Linked DNA regions of Sus scrofa: regions 1 and 3 are each linked to region 2. The links are chromatin contacts, called in public HiChIP or PLAC-seq and promoter capture Hi-C maps. All regions are on one chromosome and are shown on one strand. Each heading gives the region's core, a stretch centred on a gene start, on an enhancer-like site or on the middle of the called end of the contact. The rest is flanking DNA. Distances are from core to core; before and after follow the strand shown.

Evidence for each region. Promoter capture Hi-C pulls out the DNA fragments that hold promoters and counts their contacts. HiChIP or PLAC-seq counts read pairs in DNA pulled down with a chosen protein or histone mark.
Region 1: a contact with region 2 is called in a promoter capture Hi-C map of liver, with 4 times the contacts expected there. The contact joins the promoter of ZMYND8 here to the promoter of SYS1 in region 2. A contact is called at or near these places in 1 of 5 promoter capture datasets (liver) and 1 of 47 Hi-C or Micro-C datasets (liver).
Region 3: an H3K27ac HiChIP or PLAC-seq map of alveolar macrophages shows a contact between it and region 2. The contact joins the promoter of OSER1 here to the promoter of SYS1 in region 2. A contact is called at or near these places in 1 of 47 Hi-C or Micro-C datasets (liver) and 1 of 2 datasets of contacts at active chromatin or transcription factors (alveolar macrophages).

The regions. Positions count from the first base shown.
Region 1 is chr17:49,388,691-49,393,221 of Sscrofa11.1, forward strand. It overlaps ZMYND8 (protein kinase C-binding protein 1), which reads right to left and starts at 1,728. Exons shown (of 26, transcript XM_021078039.1): 1 at 1,453-1,728; 2 at 527-760. The coding sequence starts at 540.
Region 2 is chr17:47,684,319-47,688,487 of Sscrofa11.1, forward strand. It overlaps SYS1 (protein SYS1 homolog), which reads left to right and starts at 1,866. Exons shown (of 4, transcript XM_005672967.3): 1 at 1,866-2,066; 2 at 2,285-2,529. The coding sequence starts at 2,368. It overlaps DBNDD2 (dysbindin (dystrobrevin binding protein 1) domain containing 2), which reads left to right and starts at 1,902. Exons shown (of 6, transcript NM_001243672.1): 1 at 1,902-2,066; 2 at 2,285-2,529.
Region 3 is chr17:46,683,916-46,688,258 of Sscrofa11.1, forward strand. OSER1 (oxidative stress-responsive serine-rich protein 1) reads right to left here and starts at 2,229. Exons shown (of 4, transcript XM_021078054.1): 1 at 2,081-2,229. It also overlaps LOC106506689.

The DNA.
Region 1 (4,531 bases), core at 478-2,977, 1.7 Mb after region 2:
CTTCCCAGCACCTCTTTGGAGAGGTAAACTTGCCTGCTTTTGCTCTCTGCCATGAGCTCTCCTTGGAGGGGAGCCTGCTTGCTTACCTTCCATTTTCTTCCCCCAGCAGGCATGTGACACAAGAGAAGACAATAGTGCAGGGGGGGGAGGGGGGTACTGCTCAGAGAGAGGGAGAGAGAGAGAGAAAAAGAGAGAGGAGGGAAGGGGAGGGGAAAAAAAAAAAAAAAAAGCTTTCTTTTTTGGCAATACCAGGATCTAGCTTCACACTCTTCTAGAAACACCATGTCCTGGTGGAAGAAAAGGTGTGCCAGGCCCTTGCCAGTTTGCAGAATCAAGCTCTGGCTAATGGCTACTTAGCCATGTGACCCAAGAAAGCAAAAAAATTCTCTCTAAACAGTTCCAAGTTAACCTAAGTGCTGTGGGGGTGAGTGTGGCACGGCCAGCCACAGAGAAATCACACTGCTCGCCCACAATGCGGATGTCTCAGAGGGAGGGGGAGAAAAGATGGTTAAAAAGTCGAGCTTACCTCTGTGGATGCATTGTTAACACTGTGTAATGTCAATACTTATAAAACATGGAGGACAGGCTCCTAGTTCTCACAGAAAAAGGGTTTGGCACTTCGGCTTGATGATCTGGCCGCCTAATAAAAGCTCATCCCCGATTGGCTGCCCCGGCAAATCGGAGTGTAAGGCGGCCTCGGATTGGCGGAAACACTTCCTGAGCGATTATCTTTGTGAGGCTCTGGTGAGCAAGAGCCATCCTGTGCATAGAAAAAGACAGGCTAAGCTAGGCCTTTTGCAGCAAGAAAAACTTAGGGAAGGGGCCCCCAGACGCCCTTCTCCCACACCCTGGCTAGAGTTCCCGGCACGGGCAAGCCAGTGCAGCCAGCCTGACCTGCTCCAGCAAAGCCTGAGGCCCGGAGGCCCCAAGCAAGAGCGATTTGGGGGTGAGCTGGAAGGGCTCACCCTCATCTGCCCCCACGGAAACGGCTCTCTCGCTGGGAGGAAGGCTGGTCCTTTTTCTAGAACAATCCAGCAGAACGTTCTTCCCCCACCCCCGCCCCCGGCGAGGTGAGGGGCGGACTGAGGCCGAAGCGTGGGGAGCCCCAGGAAAACAGCCCAGGGAACAAGAAAAAAAAGAGGCTGGAGGCAGGCCTCTGAGGCCGAAGAGACCGGGCAGGCGAGCCCCCCAGATGGTTCCAGAGCAGCCCTGGCTTCTCAGAGGACAGAGGACTCGGGCTGGCAGGGAGGAGGGGCACCCAGTGGTCAAGTTTGCATAGTCATTGTCAGACTGCCTCCTGGACAAAGCAGGCCAGAGAGCCCTTCGCCTCGGCCCAGAATCTCACCTCTCACCGCCCCCCACCCCCATCCAGAGCTCCAACGAAAACCAAATCCGGCTCCTGCCTCCTGGCCGGGATGCCAGCCCCGCACCCCCAGCAGCTTCGGTCCTTACCCTAAGAAAGGCCAAATGCGCTCCTAGCAGGCCACATGCCTAGAGCTACAGACTTCCCTTCCCCTCCCGGCCCCCTCCCCCACGGCGGAGGCCTGCTAAACCTGTCAGTTAAACAAAAATCTGACTTCCGTATTAGTCTGCGATGGCTTCAGCTTCCTGCCTATTAACCCTCTCTCGGACTCTGGGCCTGGCCGGGAAAAGCTAGGCCCTGAGAGCGCAGAAAAGGCCTGTGGAAAAATACCAGCGGCAGCTCTCCCGGCAGATGCAGAAAGAGAGAGAGAGAGAGAGAGTGAGTGAGCCGCTGTCTCTCGCCTTGGCTTCCCAAGGAGGCGTGTACCTTCTGAATCCAGGGCACAGGCAGTGCCTCTCGGGCTGAGAAGCCATTTAAATCCAGAGGGAGAAAGAAAGATGTCAAACCCAGCCAGGGAACAAGAACCCCCATTATTAGTCAGGCCTACACCCACTGCTTCGCCCTTCCTGCCACAGTCATCCCTGCATGGGTCTTCTGGGGGAGCTGGGCCCTCAGCGGGCAGACAAATCCCATGAGCTTTATAAGGATTTTTGCTGAAATTTACTTCCACGGCTTCTCTGGGTCCCCACAGGCAGATGGAACAGCTATTTCACACACAGCCCTACCCCTTGGCAATCCCCCCACCCCCATATCTCTGGCACTGCTCCCCAGTAAAACATTAACTCGTGTTTCAGAACTGCTTATAATTCCACCCATTTCAATAGTATTCGGAGGTCTTTGCCTGGTTCCTCCTTTGTAACTGGTGGGCAGCCCGAGAAAGAAAAGGCAAATCCAAAAGGATCTTTAAAAGTCCACACGCACTGGCTTCTTTCTTTAAAAAAGACAAGGTGCTTGATTAACAAGGTTTAAAAACACAAAACAAAACAAAACACCCCAGCAAGCTGGAACCCCAAAGGCTAAATAAACCCCATTCTTGAGAGGCTGGAGAAAGCATCCCGAGGTGACGCAGCCATATGCCAGGAGGTAAAAGTATGGACCAATAAAGCCTCCCCTTCTCCTTCTAAAATTAGGGCTTGTGGGCTTTCTCATCCCACACAGTCCGCTGCCACAAAGAAAACGGTGGCGCTGATGGCCTGCTCGCCCTGCCCCCGTTCCCCCACCCCCACCCCCACCCCCACGGACGACAGATGCCCACCGAGCACACATAAATTCTTCCTGGCTGGGAATCTTATGTCAAATAGGAACAAGCCAAGAACCCAAGGACACGGTACCGCAGGGGCAGGGCCCCGGCTTTATGAAGAGGGAGGGGATTTCGTTGCTATATTTTAGGCTAAAGAGGCCAAGATGCGGGGGAGGGGGGGGGCACTGCCGCCACCACCACCAGATCTGACAAAGGACAACAGGCCTGGGCCTCACCAGAAGGGAGGGGCCTCCTCTTCCTGGGGGTGGAACTGAGCCCAGGGAGACCAGACCGGGGACAGGAGGCCAGAGCTCATCAGCCTCTGTGCTCCCGCCTGGCTGTGTGGGCAGCGGCCATCCACAGCCATCCCATAAGAATACTCCATGTGTCTGTGTGTGGGTGCTGCTTTGGGGAAAACAAATAGAATGAGGAGTTTCTGGCCGATCTAACTTCCCGACCCCACTTGAAGAAATAAAATACATGGCCGTTTCGCGTGGTGGATTTTACCCTGGGATTAAAGCTTGTTGCATAAGCAGCTGCAGCATCCTCCCCCCACCACCCCAATCACTTGATCACTTGAAATGTTTTCTGGGGCAAAGAGCAGGAAGCTGCCGGCTTATTCTGGCAGCTCTGCTCTGTTTGAGGAATGCTGTTGGCATTCGGGTAGGTCTGAGGTTATCTGGAAAACAGCAATTCGGCTGGGGACAGAGACAAAGGTATGGTGGCAGATGGAATCCTGGGAGGGCCAGGGATTGAAAAAGGAAGCCCAGGCCAGGCCTACTAAGGGCCAATACTGGGTCTGATGGAATGTTGCTGATAAGCAGAGAATAAAGAAAAGCAAATGCTGCCGGCCTCAATCGAGAGATTATCCAGTGAGGCCTCTCAAACCCCCAGTGCACAGAGTGGTCTCAACAGCGTCTACAGGCTCGCCCTGGGCCTGGCACTGGCTCAGTCAGCACTTTACGCAGCCTGACTCCCGGAGGTAGGGAGCATTGTTAGGGAGCTGGAACAGAGCCCAGAGAGGTGAAGCCAGCTGCTCAAGGTCACACAGCAGGCCGGTGCCAGAGGTCAGACTTCCACCCCAGGGATGACTCCACATTCCTGAACCCTGTGCCTTCGCCTTTCTCTAAAGAAACAAAAGAGAAGCCGAACCAAGCAGAGCAGATACAAGGCTAAAATCTACCAACAGCAACTGCAGGATCTGTGTTTTCTTTCGGGAGTTTGACTCCTTTGCACATGAGCTTTAAGTAGTACATGATGGGGAGTTCCCACCGTGGCGCAGTGGTTAACGAATCCGACTAGGAACCATGAGGTTGCGGGTTCAATCCCTGCCCTTGCTCAGTGGGTTAATGATCGGCATTGCCGTGAGCTGTGGTGTAGGTTGCAGACACGGCTCGGATCCCGCGTTGCTGTGGCTCTGGCATAGGCCGGCGGCTACAGCTCCGATTCGACCCCTAGCCTGGGAACCTCCATATGCCGCTGGAGCGGCCCAAGAAATGGCAAAAAGACCAAAAAAAAAAAAAAAAAAAAAAAAGTAGTACATGATGAAGCTGGGCAATCTTGAGATCACGCTCTTTCAAAGGCCCAGAGAAAGCTCCTCTCTCCCCACAAACCACCAGCTAGATGTCAAGGGGGACACGTCGCCATCTCGACAATCAGGAATATAGCAATTCCTCGATTCAGTGGTTCTCCACCAGGAGTGCTTTGTCCCCACCCCAACCTCCCTCCACCCCCGCAAGGGGCATGTGGCAATGTCTGGAGACTTCTGGGTGGTCACAACTTGGGGGCGGGGGGTGGCGTGGCAGATGCTATTGGCATCTAGTGGGTGGAGACCCAGGATGCTTTCCTTCTGCGAACAGGAAAGCCACACAAGGAATACTGTGACCCAAACATCCACTGTGCTGAGAGGGGGGAAACCTTAGCTTAAA
Region 2 (4,169 bases), core at 616-3,115:
TGGTGTAGGTCGCAGGCACGGCTTGGTTCCCGCTTTGCTGTGGCTCTGGCGTAAGCCAGTGGCTATAGCTCCGATTAGACCCCTAGCCTGGGAACCTCCATGTGCGTCAGGAGCGGCCCTAGAAAAGGCAAAAAGATAAAAAGACAAAAAAAAAAAAAAAAAAAAAAAAAAAAAAGTAGGGAATATCTACCTTCCCGGATTGTGAGAAATAAATAAGATCATGTAGATACTTAACAAACATGATATTTTCGCAGAAACATTAAATCATCTGAGTCATCCATGAACCAGAGAGATTTGCTGAGCTCAACTGAGGGGCCTAAAAGAACAGTTGAGCTGGAAAGCACCTCATGTCTTTGGGCTTTAATGACTTGCAAACTGGAGTCCAAGGGAACTGTTTACAACATTTCCAAATAATAAGCGAAATCACATCCTCTTTTTTTTTTTTTTTTAAGGGCCGCACCTGCGGCATATGGAAGTTCCCAGGCTGGGAGTCAAACTGGACCTGTAGCTGCTGGCCTACACCACAGCCACAGCAACGCCAGATCAGAGCCATGTCTGTGACCTACGCCTCAGCTTGTGGCAATGCCCCTGGCTCCTTAACCCATTCAGCAAGGCCAAGGACCAAGCTTGTGTCCTCATGGCTAGTAGTCGGATTTGTCACTGCTGAGCCATGATGGGAATCCTGACTTACTCTTGATAGAGTATCAAGGTTCTTTACTTTTGTCTGAAATTGTATCAGCTCAAGGTGCTATCATGCTTATCACATGCTGTTCAGAAATTCTGATGTGCAAGTGACATGGGTCTTTGATAAAGTTGTTTTAACTGGGAAGTAATTAAAGGAGAGTAGATTAAATGATGTAAAACATTAATCTTGTCTAACTTTACGTTTCAGAAACAGGGAAGCTGAGGTTTAAAGAAGGAAGTGTACTAGTCACACAACTAGTACAGCAGGCTCTAAAACCTGGATTTTTTTTTTTCCTGGAACCAGTTACTTCCCTTCTTTCCATTCCGGAAAAGGAAAACCTAGGATCAATGAAATTGAGGGGTTTTGGTCCGCTGAGGCAGGAATGAAATGATTCATCAATTTGCTGTTGCCCTTTCTCTATTCTTGACTCATTCAGCAAATATTTACTGACTGTCCACACTATTTAGACTCAGAAGAGAAGTCATGGTGAGCAAGACATGCTCACAGTCAGGGTGGCAGGCAGAATGTGGATATGCTTCTAGGTATGAATTCAGAACCTCTGCTTCCTCCCCCTTAATAAATACATATGGATATATAAATATAAATGGATACATTATAAAACACCCAGTACTTTGCCTTCTAACACAGTGAGTTTGTCTGAGAGCAGAGCTGTTTCATTTGAAAGTGTCCAAATCTTCCTAACCACTCTATAGGCCCGAAATCAATGCTGTGGTGTTGGGCACAGCTGAATTCTAATTTTGATTGCCACTGTCTTTGAGACAGTATGTTGCTTTCCTTCTCTGACCCTTAGTTTTATCTAAGGAAACAGGGGCGAAATCATGTGTGGAATTGCTGGCAGGTTCATTTTAAGTCACCCCGGACTTTAGGCGAAAGAAAACGCTGGGAATCTAGGTTGAAAACAGAGTCGACGTAATCAATCCCTTAATTCCCAGACTTTCCCTCGCCCACGGCCACCCCTCTATCTTCCACCCCAGCTACCCTACTTTCCCCAAGATCCCCCTCTAGAGGGCACGCAAGCTCCACCGCGCTCACGCCTCACTTCCGTTCGCCTTCATTCTTTATTGTGCGCATGTGCATACTTCGGTTCGGGGCCGCCCTAAAACCCGCCCCCACCCCTGCTTTAGGGGGCTCCGCCGAAGACTGCACCCCTACGCCTGCGCAATCTCAGCCCCGCCCCCTACGCTGTTCCCGGAAACGCTTCCTTCCTACGTATCCGCTGCTGCCTCGGCCGCCGCTGGAGCTTTGCCTCTCTAGGCCTGTAGGGACTCTTCTCCATGGTTCTGCCTGTCAGCACTGCTTCGGGGGCCAGCCGGTGAGACTGGGCCGCACTCGGACGCTTTGATTCTCGAGTCCGACACTGGTGAGTGAACTTCAGAGAAGCTCGAGGACGGGCGGGGCTCGAGCAGCCGTAACGGGCAGGACTTCCCCTCAGTTCGGTAATGGGTCTGTCCGTCCTGCCCTCCCCCCCATTCCGGGAATGGGCTCGCCCCCTCCGTCCCAGCCCCTCCTCCTGGGCGGGGCGATGTTGCCATGGTGACGGCCGGCTGGCTGAGGCCCGGCGTGTGTGTGTCCTCGCAGGTGCCGGGGCTGCCCGGGGCCCATGGCGCGGCGGCGGCGGCGCTGACCCAGGCCCGGGCGGCAGCAGTGCCCCGCGAGCCGGCATGGCGGGCCAGTTCCGCAGCTACGTGTGGGACCCGTTGCTGATCCTGTCACAGATCGTCCTCATGCAGACTGTCTATTACGGCTCGCTAGGCCTGTGGCTGGCGCTGGTGGACGGGCTGGTGCGCAGCAGCCCCTCGCTGGACCAGATGTTCGACGCCGAGGTAGGGTCCCTGGGCCGACGCGGGCGGGGTCTCGGCTTCACGAGGTGGTCTGTCACTAATGGCTGTAGACCTCACTGGGCTACCTTCTCACTTTGTGGCTCTGGGAAAGGGATATCACTTTCCGAACCTCGGCTGCCCCATCCGTAAAATGGAATGACTCATAACGGGAAGGCAGACTGGTACAAAGGAAAGGCCCTGGGTGTTAGAATAAACAGACCTGCGTTCCAGGCAGTCTGATACATCTCCTTGCTGACACTGAGAAAGTGACTTCACTTCTCTGAGCCCTAGATTTCCAGGTATCAAACTGGGGAGGGAGGAATGGATAAAAGATCATTCACGGAGGTAGAGTGGGAACTACCTGGGCTTTGGAGTCAGGACTCTGTTTAACTCCCATGTATTAGCCATGTGACCTTGGGAAAGTATCCTCACCTCTCTGAACTTCAGTTTTCCTGTCTGCAAAATCATAAAATCAGTATCAGAAAGGTGGCAGACTGCAGAGAGCCTGTACTTTGGATTCAGAAAAGCTTAGGGTCCAGTCTAGACCCCAGCATTCTAACTGTGGGACTTGGGCAAGTTATTTCACCTTTCTAAACTTATTTCCTCTTTGGACTACAGTAATCCTCAACAAAATGTTTTGAGGCCCAGAGGGTGCTTTAGGGAGTTCCCGTTGTGGGTTACGAACCCAGCTAGTATCTACGAGGATGCAGGTTTGATCCCTGGCCTTGCTCAGTGGACTAAGGATCCGGCATTGCCGTGAGCTGTGGTGTAGGTTACAGATGTGGCTGGGATCCTGTGTTGCTGTTGCTGTAGCTGTGGTGCAGGCCGGCAGCTGCAGCTCCCATTCTACCCCTAGCCTGGGAATTTCCATATGCTGCAAGTGCAGCACTAAAAACCAAAAAGAAAAAAAAGTGGTTTATAAAATATAAGCTGAAATAAAAATCATTAAAATTTTTTTAAAAAAAGAAAAAAAAACAACTATAATTAAAAAATAAAAATCATTAAAATAAATAAATAACATGTAAGCTGAAGGGTGTTTGCTTCTGAGAGGCAGCTGTGGTATATGGTAATAAGCACAGTTCTTGGAACCAGGACTTTCTTCCCGATGCCTATTCTCTGTGTGGCCCTTGTGCAAGTTATTATGCAAAAGGGAGATAAGGGCATTCCCGTCATGGCTCAGTGGTTAATGAATCCAACTAGGAACCATGAGGTTGCGGGTTCAATCCCTGGCCTTGCTCAATGGGTTAAGGATCTGGCGTTGCCGTGAGCTGTGGTGTAGTTTGCAGACGTGGCTCGGATCCAGTGTTGCTGTGGCTCTGGCGTAGGCTGGCAGCTACAGCTCCGACTGGACCCCCAGCCTGGGAACCTCCATGTGCCATGGGATCAGCCCTAGAAAAGACAAAAAGACAAAAAAAAAAAAAAAAAAAGATATAAGAATAACAATAATAATAGCTTTATGAGATTGTTGTGAAATATGATTATGAACGTGAAAGGCCTTTACAGGCTGAAAGTGTGCAGACATCTGATATTCGATAGTATTGTTTCAAAAATGGTGGAGGTTACACACACCCACCAGGTGCCTAGTAGTCCCTTCTTAGGAGCCTCTGTCCTAGGAAGGACATGTGGGGATCTGGGGCTTTGTT
Region 3 (4,343 bases), core at 979-3,478, 1.0 Mb before region 2:
AGACAAAAATTTGAAATACACTCCCCGCATATATTTTGCTAGTTTATTTAATCAGTACATCAATTTGAGGAAACATTATCAATTCCATATTTTACTGGTTCCTAATCCTTCTGGATTTAGAGGAGGATTCTCTCCCAGTTACACAATGTCCCATATGCCTGGGGAGAGGGGTGAGCAAAAATCACATATTCTATTACTTTTGAAGCGCCACAGCATCTAAAAGGGTGACATCTGTAGGCTGTAAACAAATTCTTCCTGCTGGCAGAACTAAAATAAAGTTTTTATTTTATTTATTAATTTTCCTCAATTACTTTTGGACCAGTTAGTCAAAAGCTCAGGCTCTTGGCCCTTATAGAGTGAAATCATCTGAGCCAGTCTACCCATCTCTGCAGACCCCACACAAACTTTCTTCTGGCTTCTCTGGAGATCAGTACACATCACATCTACTAGTATTGACAGAATTCCTACTATATGCTTTAGCACTAGACTGGGTGCTTAGGGATACAAGGATAAACCTGACATCAGAACTAGAATCTCATTCTTGCCCTAACACTGCACTAAGATGTTTTGCGCCCCGATATGGAACTTTTAATTATATAGTCCTAACTCTAGATGTTAATACAAACCTAGCTGACACACTAAAACTTTCTTGACACATTAAAAGATCCATCATTTAACAACCAAAACAGACCAAAATAAAACTGGCACAGACTAAAACATTAGGAATGACATTCCATCTAAACTATTTTGAGACTTTCAACATTCTGATGACTCACCTTTTCCCTCAATTATATTAACCCAGAGCAAAGGTGAATCTTAGGCATGACCTGAAGAGCTAAATCATAACATGTTTGTAATTACAAAAAGGCTTATTATGCTCCGCCCTATTCCCGGCCTCCCATTCACTCAAATCAAGAGCTAAATAACTCAGTGAAACATGTATCGTTTTCCCCTTCTTCACTGATAAATTCATAAATTTGTGGGATGGATTTCTGCCGTTTTTTACTACACTAACTTCTTGAAATTGAACGATCCCCCTCAAAGATCAAACTTTTTAAAAGGCCTATTAGAAATTACCTTAAGTCAAATAACATAGGGCCTCGGATTTTCCTTAGCCTTTCAAAAAAAACCAAAATTATTCTAAGTTCCTTCATCAAAAGGGCAAATTCCTGATTTTCTCTGATTGTCAACAAAAGCTATGGGTCACAATCTTATTTACATCTTGCAGTTTTAACCGAGACCTCTTCGAACGTCAGGCCTAGGTCCAAATTTCCAGGACCCTGAAAAGACCGGAGAACGATCAATAAAAGATCTGCGCGTAAGCGTGTCATCACAATGTTAAAATATTTAGAAAATTTCCCAACCCACCAGGAAGCGTGGAGTTCGGGAAAGAAAACCGAATCCAGCAACTCTGCAAGGCGCAAATAAAACTAGGTTCAAACAATCGACCCGGGTGTCTCTTCTACCCACTCAACTCCCTAAACTCTCGGTACTAGAGCCCGATGTTAATTCTTCTTACCCAGAAAGTGGATCGGTCGTGGTTCAACAGGATTTGGGGAGAGGGAGGCTCAGAACCTGAGGGGTTCGGATAGCGGGGAGCTGTCCAGGGCCTTAGCTCTGCCCGCCCGAGGTCCTGCAGCTGGAAGTCGCCCCCTGAGGATACTCTCCGGGCCAAAAGGAGAGGATACAGTAGGGCCAAGGGGCAAGGGATGCAGGAGGAGGAGGGAGCAAAGCCGAAGCGGCAGCCAACGAGACTGGGGCGCGGAAAAGGGCGGGAAGGGGCAAAGGGCTGCCGAGGAGGACGAAAAGGGGAAGCTACGGCCAGGCGGGAGAGGGCGGAGGCGCGGGGCGGGGGTCGCGGAGGCGGGAAGGGGCGAAGAGAGCGGGGCTCGGGTAGTGCCAGGCCGCGGCGGCGGACGGAGCGCGGAGAGGCGCAGGCCCGGCTGGGCCCAGACAGCCAGAGCCGTGGGACGACGCGACGCGACGCGAGAGGGCTCAGAAGCGGCTGCCCGCTGCCAGGCCGGGCCTCGAGGCCGAGACGCGGTGCTACGGAGCTTCTCCGTCAAGTCTGGGCACTCACCTCCTCGCGGCAGGGTCGCTCCGGTGAGCCAGTCTCGTCAGTTCAGATCGTCTCTCCCCGATCGTCGCGCCTGACTGACCCGGATCTAAACCCGCGGAGGGGGCGGCCCGCTCCTCCGGAGTCGCTCTGCGCCTGCGTCACTCGGGCACGCCCCCCGCCCCCTGTTCGCGCTCCTCCTACCCCCCGTGACTCGGCAGCGCGGCAGGCAGCGACTGCGCAGGCGCGGAGCTGTAGCCGCGCCTCTCAAACGCCTTGCACCCGCCCCTCTCAAAACACGTGCGCCTGACGCCACTTCCTGTTATTCTCTTCGCTCGCTCCTCCCTTCTCAAAGAGTTTGCTGGGGATGGCTTTCTGGGGCATGCCTGCTTCCTTCTCTTGGTCAGGTGAGTGACTGGGTGAGTGAGGGTTGTTTCTCGCTGTCACGGAGCCACCTCGATTTTCCGCGGTCTCCCTGTGCTTGGAGCGCTACCTGGAGTCAACAAGGCTACGGAATTCCGCGAGGTGAGGCCCAGGTGGGTGGATCTTTACGCAACGGAGCCACCTCTGAACGCTCCGCGCGAGTCTCCTGGATGCGCGAATCTGGACTGCCGGCGGTATCGCTGGGGCTCGAACACCAGCCTTCGCCTCCTGGGGATCCCCCAGGGCTGCAGAAAAGCAAGGGGGAATCCGACACAGCTAGTACCGTGAACATTAGGCCGAAATTGGAACTGAAATGCGTTTACAAAATACCTTTGTTGTTTCCCTCTCTGGCTTTCTCCATTCTGTTAAATGAGGACGTTGGACTGCTTCAGCACATCTCGTTGTTTTCAGGCATGGACTCCGTTGAGAATCTGGTGAGAATCGTAGGCCGCCTCGACAGAGACGTGCACAGGCATACCAAATTTTGCAAAAAGGTTTGGGCAGTTCACCTAAGCAGGTAATTTTTAGGGATCTTTTCCTTTTGTAGGACTCCGACGGTTGCTTGGATGGCAGACAGAGAAGGGATGGGCTGAGCAACGGCTGCTACTCCCTCCAACACCAGCTCACTCACCATGCCCCAGTTCCACGTCCGCACTTCTCAGAGCTTTGTGGGAAAAGATGCTCTTCCTCAGTAAAATGGGCTCGAGTTGGTTCTGGCCAACCTTTGTGTGAGGTTGTCACTTGAACCAAAACTGGACCCTCCCACTCCCCAGTACCTTAGCTATAATCACCTAATTGGATAGGCTGCTGAAAATAGCTTGGTATGTTCAACTTAACTATAGCCAGACTTTGGAATGCCTGGCCCATGTCTGAGGATGGAATCTACAGGTTATTTTATAAGATTGTTAAAGCATGTCTTGGGCCCTGGGTACCTTTTTAAATCCTTGTTCATACCAGAGGCTCAGTAACTGACAAGGGATGAAAGAAACCTGTTAATTGTTAAGTCCCAACATCAAACCAAATTCTAATGATGGCTCCCCGCTTCTTTGCAGCAACCATGCACGTGTTTGCACGTTTAATATTCCTGTAATTTTACACAACAGATGAGGATGACTGGGATTCAGATATTAGCTTGTTCTAGCTCCCTTCTTCTGTGTCACAGTGCTAGGAAGTGACCGAATCAGGATTTAAACAGTCTCAAAAGCCTGGCAGTCCACTGCTTACCATCTCTCAGTATATCTTAGAATAAGAAGCAGGAAAATATGATGCATTTTTTTCCCCTCAGAAGTTGCCACGTGAATTTCATTAAGACCAAATACATGTTTTTAAGCTGTTAGTCAAAAATACTGCTTCAGATAAAACCACACAACCTTGAAGGCAGGGACTGTATCTAGTTGAGTTGAATTCTGGAGGTGAGTAGGTGCTGTGCTGTGTACAGTTTTGGGGCATGCTTCATTTTACCTCATTTCCATCTATGATGGCATTAAATACTAAAAACTAAAGTTTTAAAAGGCTTCCTTTTATTTTATTTATTATATTTATTTGTAATTATTTATTTATTTTTTTTTGGGGGTGTTTTTTCCTTTTCTAGGGCTGCTTCCCGCGGCATATGGAGGTTCCCAGGCTAGGGGTCTAATCGGAGCTGTAGATGCTGGCCTACGCCAGAGCCACAGCAACTCAGAATACGAGCTGTGTCGGCGACCTACACCACAGCCCGCGGCAACGCTGGATCCTTAACCCACTGAGCAAGGCCAGGAATCAAACCCACAACCTCATGGTTCCTAGTCGGATTCGCTAACCACTGTGCCACGACAGAAACTCCAGGCTTCCTTTTAGGTACGCGTGTCTCTGTCGTAAAGCTGGA